2 separate regions of the Lactuca sativa genome follow, and region 2 is linked to region 1. A link is a contact called in public Hi-C data. All regions are on one chromosome and are shown on one strand. Each heading gives the region's core, a stretch centred on a gene start, on an enhancer-like site or on the middle of the called end of the contact. The rest is flanking DNA. Distances are from core to core; before and after follow the strand shown.

The links. Hi-C and Micro-C count contacts between places; a contact is called where the count stands out from the background.
Region 2: a Hi-C map of leaf shows a contact between it and region 1, with 7 times the contacts expected there. The contact joins the promoter of LOC111910038 here to the promoter of LOC111910039 in region 1. A contact is called at or near these places in 2 of 4 Hi-C or Micro-C datasets (both in leaf).

Annotation. Positions count from the first base shown.
Region 1 is chr5:173,870,694-173,876,598 of Lsat_Salinas_v11, reverse strand. It overlaps LOC111910039 (pentatricopeptide repeat-containing protein At3g23020), which reads right to left and starts at 1,915. Exons shown (of 1, transcript XM_023905833.3): 1 at 1-1,915. The coding sequence starts at 1,834. TRNAK-UUU (transfer RNA lysine (anticodon UUU)) reads left to right here and starts at 2,005; the gene lies at 2,005-2,077. LOC128126446 (a long non-coding RNA gene) reads right to left here and starts at 4,284. Exons shown (of 2, transcript XR_008224417.1): 1 at 4,149-4,284; 2 at 3,163-3,386. LOC111910041 (a long non-coding RNA gene) reads left to right here and starts at 4,283. Exons shown (of 3, transcript XR_002856434.3): 1 at 4,283-4,959; 2 at 5,560-5,648.
Region 2 is chr5:174,091,408-174,096,557 of Lsat_Salinas_v11, reverse strand. It overlaps LOC111910038 (CBL-interacting serine/threonine-protein kinase 7), which reads left to right and starts at 3,202. Exons shown (of 2, transcript XM_023905832.3): 1 at 3,202-4,657; 2 at 4,660-4,839. The coding sequence starts at 3,374. The coding sequence ends at 4,758.

The sequences.
Region 1 (5,905 bases), core at 666-3,165:
CCGAGATCACCGCGCAATACGGTACGCAGTCGGTTACGAATCCGGAATCGCGCATTTTTCTTAAATAGAAAGCGGCGGTTTTCGGACGGTCATCGGCCGCCAACATTTGGATAACCGAATTATAACTGCAAATATCCGGTGTCACACCGTGGTCCTCCATACGATCAATTAACCGATAAACATCATCATATCTTTTGTTAACACCATATGTTTTAATCATAACATTATACTCAAGAACTTTAGGGTTTCTTTGTTCTTGACAACATTTGAAAACTTCTTCGGCTTCGGGAACATGCCCACGTGATCCAAAAGCATCGATAATTGCCGAGTAACAATCCGGAGTCATTTTCCCCGAAATATGAAACCGTTTGAACCATAACCATGCCCTTTTAAGCATCCCCGCCTCTATATACATTCTAGTAATCGAAGATTGTGTGTATTCATCGATTTCAAGACCTCTATCATCCATTTCCCTCATGAGTTTTTCGGCTTCATCGACCATTTGTCTTATGGAATAAGCATATAAAAGGGTACGATAACTCACAATATCGGGCATAAGAGATGAATCTTTCATCTTTTTGAAATACTTGGTTGCTACAACGATGTTATCGTGCTTTGTATGCATTGAGATAAGGATATTATACGTTCTAGTATCGGGTAGGCATTGAAATTGTTCCATTTTTTGAATCAATGATTCAACTTTATCTAATTGGCCATGGTCACCGAACATATGAATCATTGAATTAAAGGTTATAGTATTTTGGACAATACCTCTTTTGAGCATTTCATCGAACGTCTGGGATGCATCTTCAAGTCTTCCAGCTTTCCCATATATATCAATCAAGGTGTTGTATGTATACGAGCTTAAAGAAACACTTTTCCCAGTTGACCATTTTTTGAAGAATTCTATGGCTTTTTCAAATTGTCCAGAGGTTTTGTACATTTGAAGAACGATTCCCATGGTGACTTCATCGGATTCTATTTCTTTCTTGTTCATTATATCTAAGAATTGCATTGCTTTTTCCCGAAACCCACCTTTACTGTAAACGTCCATTAAAGTTCCGTATGTTGAATTGATGGGTTCGATTCTGTTTTTCTCCATTTCGTTCAGCAAGATTTCGAGTTCTTCCCATCTTTCAGCTTTGCCGAGGATTCTGATCATTATGTTGTAATGGATTACATTCAACTCGTAGCAGCCTTTCTTCTTGAACCAGTTGAAAATCTCCATGGCTCTTTGCCAAGATTTTTGCTCCTTTAAGATTATGGTTCTTTCTTTGTTACTCAAACTCAGCTCCCATGGCTTAAAGGCTTCGTCCAAATTGGTAACTCTTTCCAGAGTGTCTAACATAGCAGGAATACACCCTCCGTACCTTGCCCATTTCGCCGAACACTTGGTGTGCTCTTTCTTCACCACCCCATTCTCAGGCACGACTTTCGTCGAACAGTTGGCGTGCACTTTTTTCACCGCCTCATTCCCATTCACCAATTCCGTCGTACACTTGTTCTGCAACTTCTCCTTCTCTAGCGTATCCCTTCTTGACCATACTCTTCTCTTCACGACCTTATCCTTCTCAATTGTACCCTTTTTTCTCTCTGGGTTTTGAACTAAACCATCTGGGTTCGACTTTGGTTTACGAAAAACAGTTCTTTTGTCAAAATCTAATTGTTTTTGAGGTGGAATTTTGTGTTTCTTGATGAGTTGTTCAAATTCTCTTTCAGTACGGTGGCATGGAAGAGGAAGTGAAACTCCGCCATTGATGTTGGAATTTGAGGTCTTGACTGGATGGAGAACTGGAATACAATTTGTATCTAAATGCTGAAGCTTGACAAACATTGATTTTTTGTTGAAAAAGGTTTTGGTGAATCAGTATCTGCATCTGCCGACTTCAATCCTTTGTTCATGAGAGATGTCAAAAACCTTAATATGAATCAAACCCAGCTCGCTAAATATAAAATTATATTAAATTATGATTAAATATTCATTTTATGTTAATGTAACATCAAGCCGTTCTAGCTCAGTTGGTAGAGCGCGTGGCTTTTAACCACGTGGTCGTGGGTTCGAGTCCCACGGATGGCGTCTTTGTTATTTTTTGGTTTTGATTAACAACTAGATACATTACAGCCAAAAAATCTAGTGGAAAATAAATATACAAAGTCAAGTCAACCCTTTTTGAAAAGCTAAAGAATGGGTTTCTATTGTAAGCCAAACTAACACATCATATTTCTTCAATTCTAATAGATATAATATGATATGAAAAATTGCATATTTCCTTGGCTTAGAAGATGCAAAAAGAATCTCATTCCAATGTGTCCGAAGCATCTAAAAAACGTCAATGTGATTGCATAAAAAGTAGCTTGACATTCCAGGACCATATACCGCAATCTTAAATCTCTCCCCAATCGAGGTTAATCGTAAATGTGTGCGATGCTTATTTTTCACATTAGTTTATATTTGTAAAATTCTACTTATTATCAACTAGAACGGCTACACAATTAGGCAAGTGAACCTATTCTATAAAGATGGAAAGAGATAAGAGCAAGTGCAACTACAATCCGTTAAAAATGTAATAACTATTGTGATATCGTTTTGTCATGTAAATAGTAAAATATGTATGTGTCCTAGAGTTATGTGAAACTTGTATATGTAATAAGTGTGTGTATGGACTAGCAATAGTTAGTTCATGAAAGCAATAATGACTATAATAATGTCTAGTATGGTTAACAATAGTTTGTCTAAATTGTCGTTTGTAAAATATTTGTCTATATAAGGCTTGTTCCACTTATGAAATAAAATAGAGCGAAACTTTTTGAAAAAGTTTACTTTCAAATTTATTTGTTGAAGTTTTTAACTTCTGAATATCATATTATAATTATCACCCAAGAATCCAACGCATACCATCAAGATCATCTCAAGGCAAAATCAACCAAGCATTCAATAAATATACGATCAGGTACTCTCTTAACCATTATTATAGATTAAAATTTTATATTATTTACCATCACTTTAAATATAATTAAAATCTATTTTATTATTATCATATTTTGTTAATCGTGTTTTGTTCACAATTAGGCAAGTGAACCTATTTGTTTGATTGTATAGAGATGGTAAACATGAGTTGTCGAACACTTAGGGAACATGTATGTAACGACCCAATTTTCACGTCCAAAAATTTCGTTTTAAAACATTACTTTAGAAAACATTAATAATTAAAAACATTGTTTGATCAAACCACAACACAACGTAAACCATGTCTAAAAGCCAAATCATACAACCAATCGAAATATCAGAGTATAAATCCCAGAGAAATCTCGTAAATACGGAAACCAGTGTGTGTGCATGATGTGCCGCTACCGCGCCGGCTCCTTCCCCTTTGAAGAAGAGGTACCTGAAACCAAAACTGTAAACTGTTAGCACAAAGCTTAGTGAGTTCCCCCATCGTACCACATACCATACAAACACATAACATACATACTGCCAGGCTATTCTGGGGTGCCTGACTACCCGGTACGACCATTCTGGGGTGCCGACTACCCGTGCGGTCATTCTGGGGTGTCGTCATACCCGTGTCAAGCCATTCTGGGGTGTTGACTACCCGTGTCAAGCCATTCTGGGGTGCTGACTACCCGTCGGTCCTGACAACCGATCCTCGGGGACTATTTCACCCCCCTACTGCTATTACTATCACATATCATAACATAATATATTATCAGACATATCTGGGGTGTATGAACTACCCTTCGGTCCTAGCAACCGTGTAACACCCCGTTTATTAAATAAATAAACAGATAAAATTAATGGATGAATAATAGCCATAAAGTCCATAATATTTATCGGGGTGTTGGTTTCGGGGAGTCGAATGACATGATTTAGAGTTTCGGGGATTGAAGAGTAAAATCTGGACTTAATTTTTAAGTATTATTGAAGGAATGGACTAAGTGGTGAATTATTGGGACTCAAATTGAAGAGATTTTGGAAGCTTAGGCGTTGAATGGTAACATATAGACTTCATTTGAGAACAATTTATAGAAGAGGGGCTGATTGGTAAATTTTGGACTTTATTTGTAAGGGATTTCTGGCCAGGGGTTAAATTGTATTTTCCAAAACTTGTTTTGTCATAAGAATCTTAAATCAAGGTAGAAATCGCCACCTGATCAAACCCTCAGGACCAATTATGCCAATTTCAGAATTTGGCTTGTCTCATTCTCCCTGATCGGATGTAGCTCCTGCTGGGAGTATTTCTTACTCATTTTAGGACCAATAATCCGAATTGCTTCAAAAGACCCCAACACCCTTCTTCCACATATATATTCATACTTTTCAAGGATTAGGGTTAAGAATGAGTGAGTGTCGCTTGAGAGGCTGCATCATGTAGTTGTGTTTGTGAACTTTGACTCACTCCCTTAACAGTCGATGACTGCTATCATCTCTGGTGGAGTGAGCAAGTGTGATTTATTTCATTCATAAAATTAAGGTATGAGAGAGGAAGTGCATCGCTAGGAATGGGTGGCAGGGGATATGAAGTCCGACAACTTGGGAGGATGTTTAACGAGAACTTGACTTCCGACAGCAGGTTTTCGGTGGGTTTTAGAAGCTATGTTGAGTATCGTATTCACTCTAGGCGTTCACACTAAGTTTCTTGATGAGATTTTGTTCCAGTCGAAGGGAGGCTCAAGCGAATCTGTGGAGAGTAAATGCGATAACCGATTGTGACTAGCGATCTGTTAACAGTCCAATTTGTAAGCAACTCCAATGGCGAGGTTTAAGCACCTTTTCAGCTAGAGAGGAGAGTGGGGAGAGAGAACTGAGAAAGCAACTCTAGTAGGTCGGTTCTCTCATTCTGCGGTCGTCATATTAGACGGCGCTAGAGGGGTTGTCACCGAAGAAGCTTAAATTGTCGGGATTGAAGAAGGGCTTCGATTGCCGAATGAATAGGGGTCCTTCTTGTATCTATGTAGGAGGTATTCATCAGCTACTTCCCTTTTGGAGCTACTATCCATTAGGGTAAACTAGTATGGGCTTATGCAACTAACTGATTTAAATGAATTGGGCTTCCTTATAAGAATTAGTTGGACTTAATTTAATCTGGATCATAATCTATGGGTTGATGAAACTTATTCGTGTTCTACGATTAAATGATATTTTGAAGAAAATAAATGGAGCTTAGTGAATCTTTAAAGGTCAACCAAATTTATGTCATGAAAGCTAATTTGAAATACTTTTGGGTTTAACTATATTTTTATAGAGTTGAGAAAATTACATAACCATTAATTTAACTAATAGTCACACGAGCTTTGTGCATGACAATGTTTATGATGGGGTTTAGAAGTATGTTATGGTCAATGAATTATTTAATAATAATATTTTAGTGGGCTTGATAGGCCCAATAAAGCCCTAATGGACCTAAAATCCCAACATTGTGATAAATTGGCTAATATTTGGATTGGGCCTTGGGCTTGAATAAGCCAAACTAGGGGTAATGTAGTAATTACCCAAAGAATGTACTTATGGTTATGTATTGGGACCCAATTATTAATTGGGTGTTATTTTGGTGTTGACAGTTCGGGAATCTGTCAGCCAGCAGCTGGGGTCGAGTCTGCGGGACTTCAGCAAATGTGTGATTATGTCTTCGGAACTTCAGCAGTGTGAGGTGAGTTACCTTCCAGTAGCGGTGGGTCTAAGGCCACAATGTCGGCCCACCAGTAGGAGACGTATGATAGATGATTGTCTTGGTGATATCATATAGGTTTGCTACTACCCGATATGTTATATGCTAGCATGAAATGTTGTATGTGATAGTAGTTGTGTTCGGTTGTTAGGATCGAAGGGTAGTCAGACACCCTAGATACGTCTGACAGTATGTGATGATATGTTTGCATGCTGGCTTGTTAATGTTATATGCGATAG
Region 2 (5,150 bases), core at 1,953-4,452, 220 kb before region 1:
GTTTAAGTGACATGATTGAAAGATCAAGAATTTCACTTAAAAAGATCAACCATTTGGCGTTAGATGAAAACTTTGTTTTATTCATTACTGAAGGGTTTTTTTTTTTTTTTTTTTTTTTTTTGTAAACTAATAATACATATATTTTTTTGTAAACTAATAATATTTCTTTCTTAACTGTTTGTGCAGGGAAATAAACAATGTATTATAATTTTCAATCTCTTTTCATTTAACTTGAGTTCATAAATTTGAGAAATTTATCGTTTCTATTTTTATTGTTTCATGTATGATCTCTTAACAAAGTCCATATTTCATAACACCATTTGACTATACCTAAAAAGGTATAGATAACACATCAAAAAATATTGAAGACTTCCAACCCCTGCAATGCGGGGACCTTCTCTAGTTAACTCATAATTAATATACAATTTAATTAATTAATAAATATTTTATCCAATTAATAAATAGATAACCATTTATTTTTTTTATGATGCACTTGATAAATAAATGATAAGTAAAATCTTCTATTTGTATTTATTTAAGCCTATATTAGTAATAAAATTTATATTTTACGATTGTTTAGTATTTATAGGTTCTTTCATATGCTCTTAAGTATTCGACCCCATAGATTTACATACGAACGACATCGAAACTACATTCCTTTTTTCATTGCATGTTAATTCCAACATATAACAAACATTTCACCAAATTGGATGATATCATCCCTATAATACTTACAGTTTAGGACATTTTTGAGCGAAAAAATGAGGTAACAGAAGTGCATCAATGCTCCCAAGTAAACTATATGATGGGGGGCATAATACAAAATAGGTTATTTAACTCAATGGTTGTGGTAATTAGCACCAATAAAAGCATATTTAGGAAGCACATTCCAGGGCCCAAATAACTACGCAAAAGATGCTAGGACCAGATGCTTATGTCCTACCTTATATTAGGGATACCCATACTTTTATCAGACGATGCTTGGCATGTTAGTAAAATGCAAACATACTAACCTTTCCATTGTAAAGAATGAAATCATTTATAGCCTATGTCCTTTTTGGTTGTGGGGGATAGATATAGTTGGACCATTTCTATAGGCGTAACAAAAGGTCAAGTTCATATTAGTATTAATATTTTACTTCACCACATGGGTAGTGCCAACACCAATGACAACGATCACTTGAAATAACATAGTAAATTCATGTGGAAACAAGTTATATGTCGATTCGAGATACCACATATAATTATAAGTGACAATAGAAAACAATTTCATGATAACCTATTTAAAGAACGATGTGCCCCGATTGATTACAAAAGCAAAACTTTACATTTGTTTCTCACCCACAACAAAATATGTAAACAAAGGTTACAAAACTACATTATCATTAAAGGAATAATGGTGAGATTGGGAAGGATAAATGAAGATATGTAGATGAACTATAAAGCACATTTAGGAATCCGAATACATAACAAAAAAGGAACCGCAACAAATGGGATACCATTTAGTTCGGTGAGTAGTTAAGAGACAATAATTCCTATAGAAATCGGTCTTGCAAAGACCGAATACTAAGTTTTACTCCTAAAACAAACAACATATACTTTTGCACCAACCTAGATTTTTTTTTTGAATAGTTGATGACTATCCAAAATCTTGACAAGACATGTAAATGTCAATCACATAAGCACGCCATAGGCGGATCTAGGTGGTTCCCGGAGATGCCTTTCAAAAAAATTTCAGTAGTGTAATTTTTTTGAATTTTTTTTCAATAGTATAATTTTTTTCGGAAATTTTTTGGGGATACCCCTTTACTTTGATCTTAGCTCCGCCACTAATTAGCTCACTACACTAAATGAGTGCATGATACATTCGAAAAAAATACTAATGACTTATAGCAATCCAGTTATACGCTATACTCTACAACCAAAATTTGTAGAACCAAACTTCCGACTCCAAAGATGCAAAAAGGAAGTTTAGGACTTTGTAACCATAATAAAATCGGATTACGGTTTCACCGGCTATGAAATACATTATGATATACTAAAGAGTAAAGACACCAATAACCCTTATCTGATATTCCTTACCAACATAATCAAGTCAGTTGACCAAACCACATCCGTACGAAGACCATTATATAATATCGACCTATTTATTGTTGTATGTATGCGAATCTAAGCTAAGACTAGGCAAACACAAGTACAAACTTGCAACGACATACAATTAAACATTAATGATGAAACGAAAACAATACGTTTGATAATCATTGAAAATAATCGATATCTAACGAACATAATTAACAACCAAATAGACAATCCAATGAGTTATGAGCATAATCAACAAAAATCAGCCTTATATAAATAGTTCAACTCACAATCATAACCAAGGGCTTTTCAATAGTAGTTCATGTAACGTTTCATGGTAGTGTTTCGAGAATCAAAAGAACACTCCTCCGTATAACCATCGTCAAGGTCATCTATGGTAACATGAAAACATAATTCAAATTAAACGAAATATTATCTGTAAAAAATATCATATCTTTCAAGATAACTCCAAAATGGAACCACATCTACTATAATAAATGAAGGTTTTTTTGCCACATGTCCTCTTCTCATTCATTTGGATACATGACATTTTTTAGAATTTTTAAAATTTCTATTTTCCACTTGTCATTTTATTGTATTTTTTATTTTATTAAATTAAAATTCCACATTTAATGTGTAAGGTAATATATATGTAAAGTATTTATTAGAAAGAGTTTATATATGTTACATTAAAGTCTCATTAATTTTAATAATTCAAATTTTTTTCATTTTTCTTATAAATTCAAACTTTTCAAATTGTTAAACTTTTATATTTGTTTTTTTTAATTAAACCCATGTAATACATGGGTCTCACACCTAGTCTTCTAATATACCATAATTTTCCCCAAATTGAAATTCCTTTTTTATCTCAAAAAATATTGATATGAATATGAACGGTTACGTTTTACGGAGTAAGTTTAAATCTAATTATTTGTATTTTAGTTCTTTAGGTTATGTAAATCATTTGAAAACCCAAGAAAAAATATCTTTTTAATAAAGTTACGTTTATTTTGAGAAAGGAAGAGTAAATGTTAAAGAAAATATTTAGGGGAGTGGCCACATGAAGCATCCGCAGAAGGGTAAAATCGTAATTTAATACATGAAAATATCAAAGCAAACGCTCATCGAGGCTAAAAACACGAATGAAGACAGCGAAAACCCATCTGGTATCTTTTTTCCCTTTCCTATAAAACCATGATAAACAACCGCACCTTCCACCACCAAATCACTTTCCCCTTTCTCTCTTTCTCTCTCTCTACATTTCACGCCGGCCGTTCGGTTGTTCGTTCCGGCCATGGCGCCACCTTCACCAGCCACCAGCATCAACAGAACATCCAGCGACGGCGGCACGATCATACTCAACAAATACCAACTCACTCGCCTTTTAGGTCGTGGTAGTTTCGCTAAAGTCTACCATGGCCGTTCTCTCATCGACGATTCCTCCGTCGCGGTGAAAGTTATTGAGAAACCCTCCATCGCAGATCCGACGATGGAGCCACGGCTGGTTCGTGAAGTCGCCGCCATGCGGCGGTTGAACCATCCCAACATTCTTAAACTCCATGAAGTGTTGGCGACGAAAACCAAGATCTATCTTGTTATGGAACTCGCATCTGGTGGTGAGCTTTTCACACAGTTGTCCCGCCGTGGACGGATGAAGGAAGCTACTGCACGGAGGTACTTTCAACAGATCGTATCGACGCTCAATTTTTGTCATCAAAACGGAGTCGCACATCGCGATCTAAAACCCCAAAACCTTTTGTTAGACGACGATGGGAACCTGAAAATCTCTGATTTCGGACTCTCGGCGTTGCCGGAGTCACAAAAGGACGGGCTCCTCCACACTGCGTGTGGAACTCCGGCGTACACTGCACCAGAAATCGTTCGCCGGAAAGGCTACGACGGAGCAAAGGCGGACGCGTGGTCATGTGGAATCATACTTTTCATCTTCTTAGCAGGTTATCTTCCTTTCGACGACAGTAATTTAGCAAACATGTATCGGAAAATTCACCTACGTGAATTCGCATTTCCCGATTGGATGCCAAAACAACCGAGGATCATTATTCAAAAGCTCCTAGATCCGAATCCGAAAACCAGGATGAGCATCGAGACGTTAATGAACCTCTCATGGTTCAAAAAATCACTGAGACCCGATCCTACTCTCGAACTCCACAACGAAACAGAAGCCGAAGCAACCGAAGAAGATGATTTGAGTTCGATTAAATACAAGACAACGATGAATGCCTTTGACATAATCTCGATGTCGTCCGGGCTTGATTTATCAGGTATTTTCGAAGAGAAAATCGTACGGAAGGATAGGAGATTCACGACGACGGCAACAGCGGCGGAGATTGAGAGGCGGGTGGTGGAAGTGGGTGAGAGATTGGGTTACAGATCGAAGAAAATGAAGGACAAAGAGAATAGGAACAGGGATGTGATGGGGTTGGTGAAAGGTAGGGTGGTGGTGTTGGCGAAGGTGTTGGAGGTGGCGGTGGATTTGTTGCTGGTGGAGATGACGGTGGTTGGCGGCGGAGGTGGGTTTAGTGAGGTTGAATGGGAGGAATTCAAGGTGGGTTTTGAAGACGTTGTAGTGTCATGGCACTGCTAAGATCGAGGTTGATGATCAGAAAAAGATGTAAATATGAAAATTTGGTAGATTTGGGAAATTTCAACATTGGGTAGCACTAGATCTATTGTAGGATTGTTCTTGTTTGTAAACAATTTTTCAGAATTCGAATAATCGACTCATTACTTAATTAATAATTTGATGTTTATTAGTTTTTTTAGTTCTGAACATGAAATTTTAACACAGTGCTTAAGTTCTTTCATATCTTTGCACAAACAGACATGGACTTGGGCTTTTTTAGTGATTGCTGATTGGTGATGGGTGATTAGTGATTAGACCATCTCCATTTATATACTTTATTTTTTAATTAATTTTTAGGGTTAAAATAGTACTAGTAATGCTGAATTTATTTCTGATGATTCTATTTTCTTATTAAAAATTTATATCAAAAAAATATTCGAAGAATATTCTTTTTTAGAATTTTGTGTAAATTTCTTTCTAAATTTTT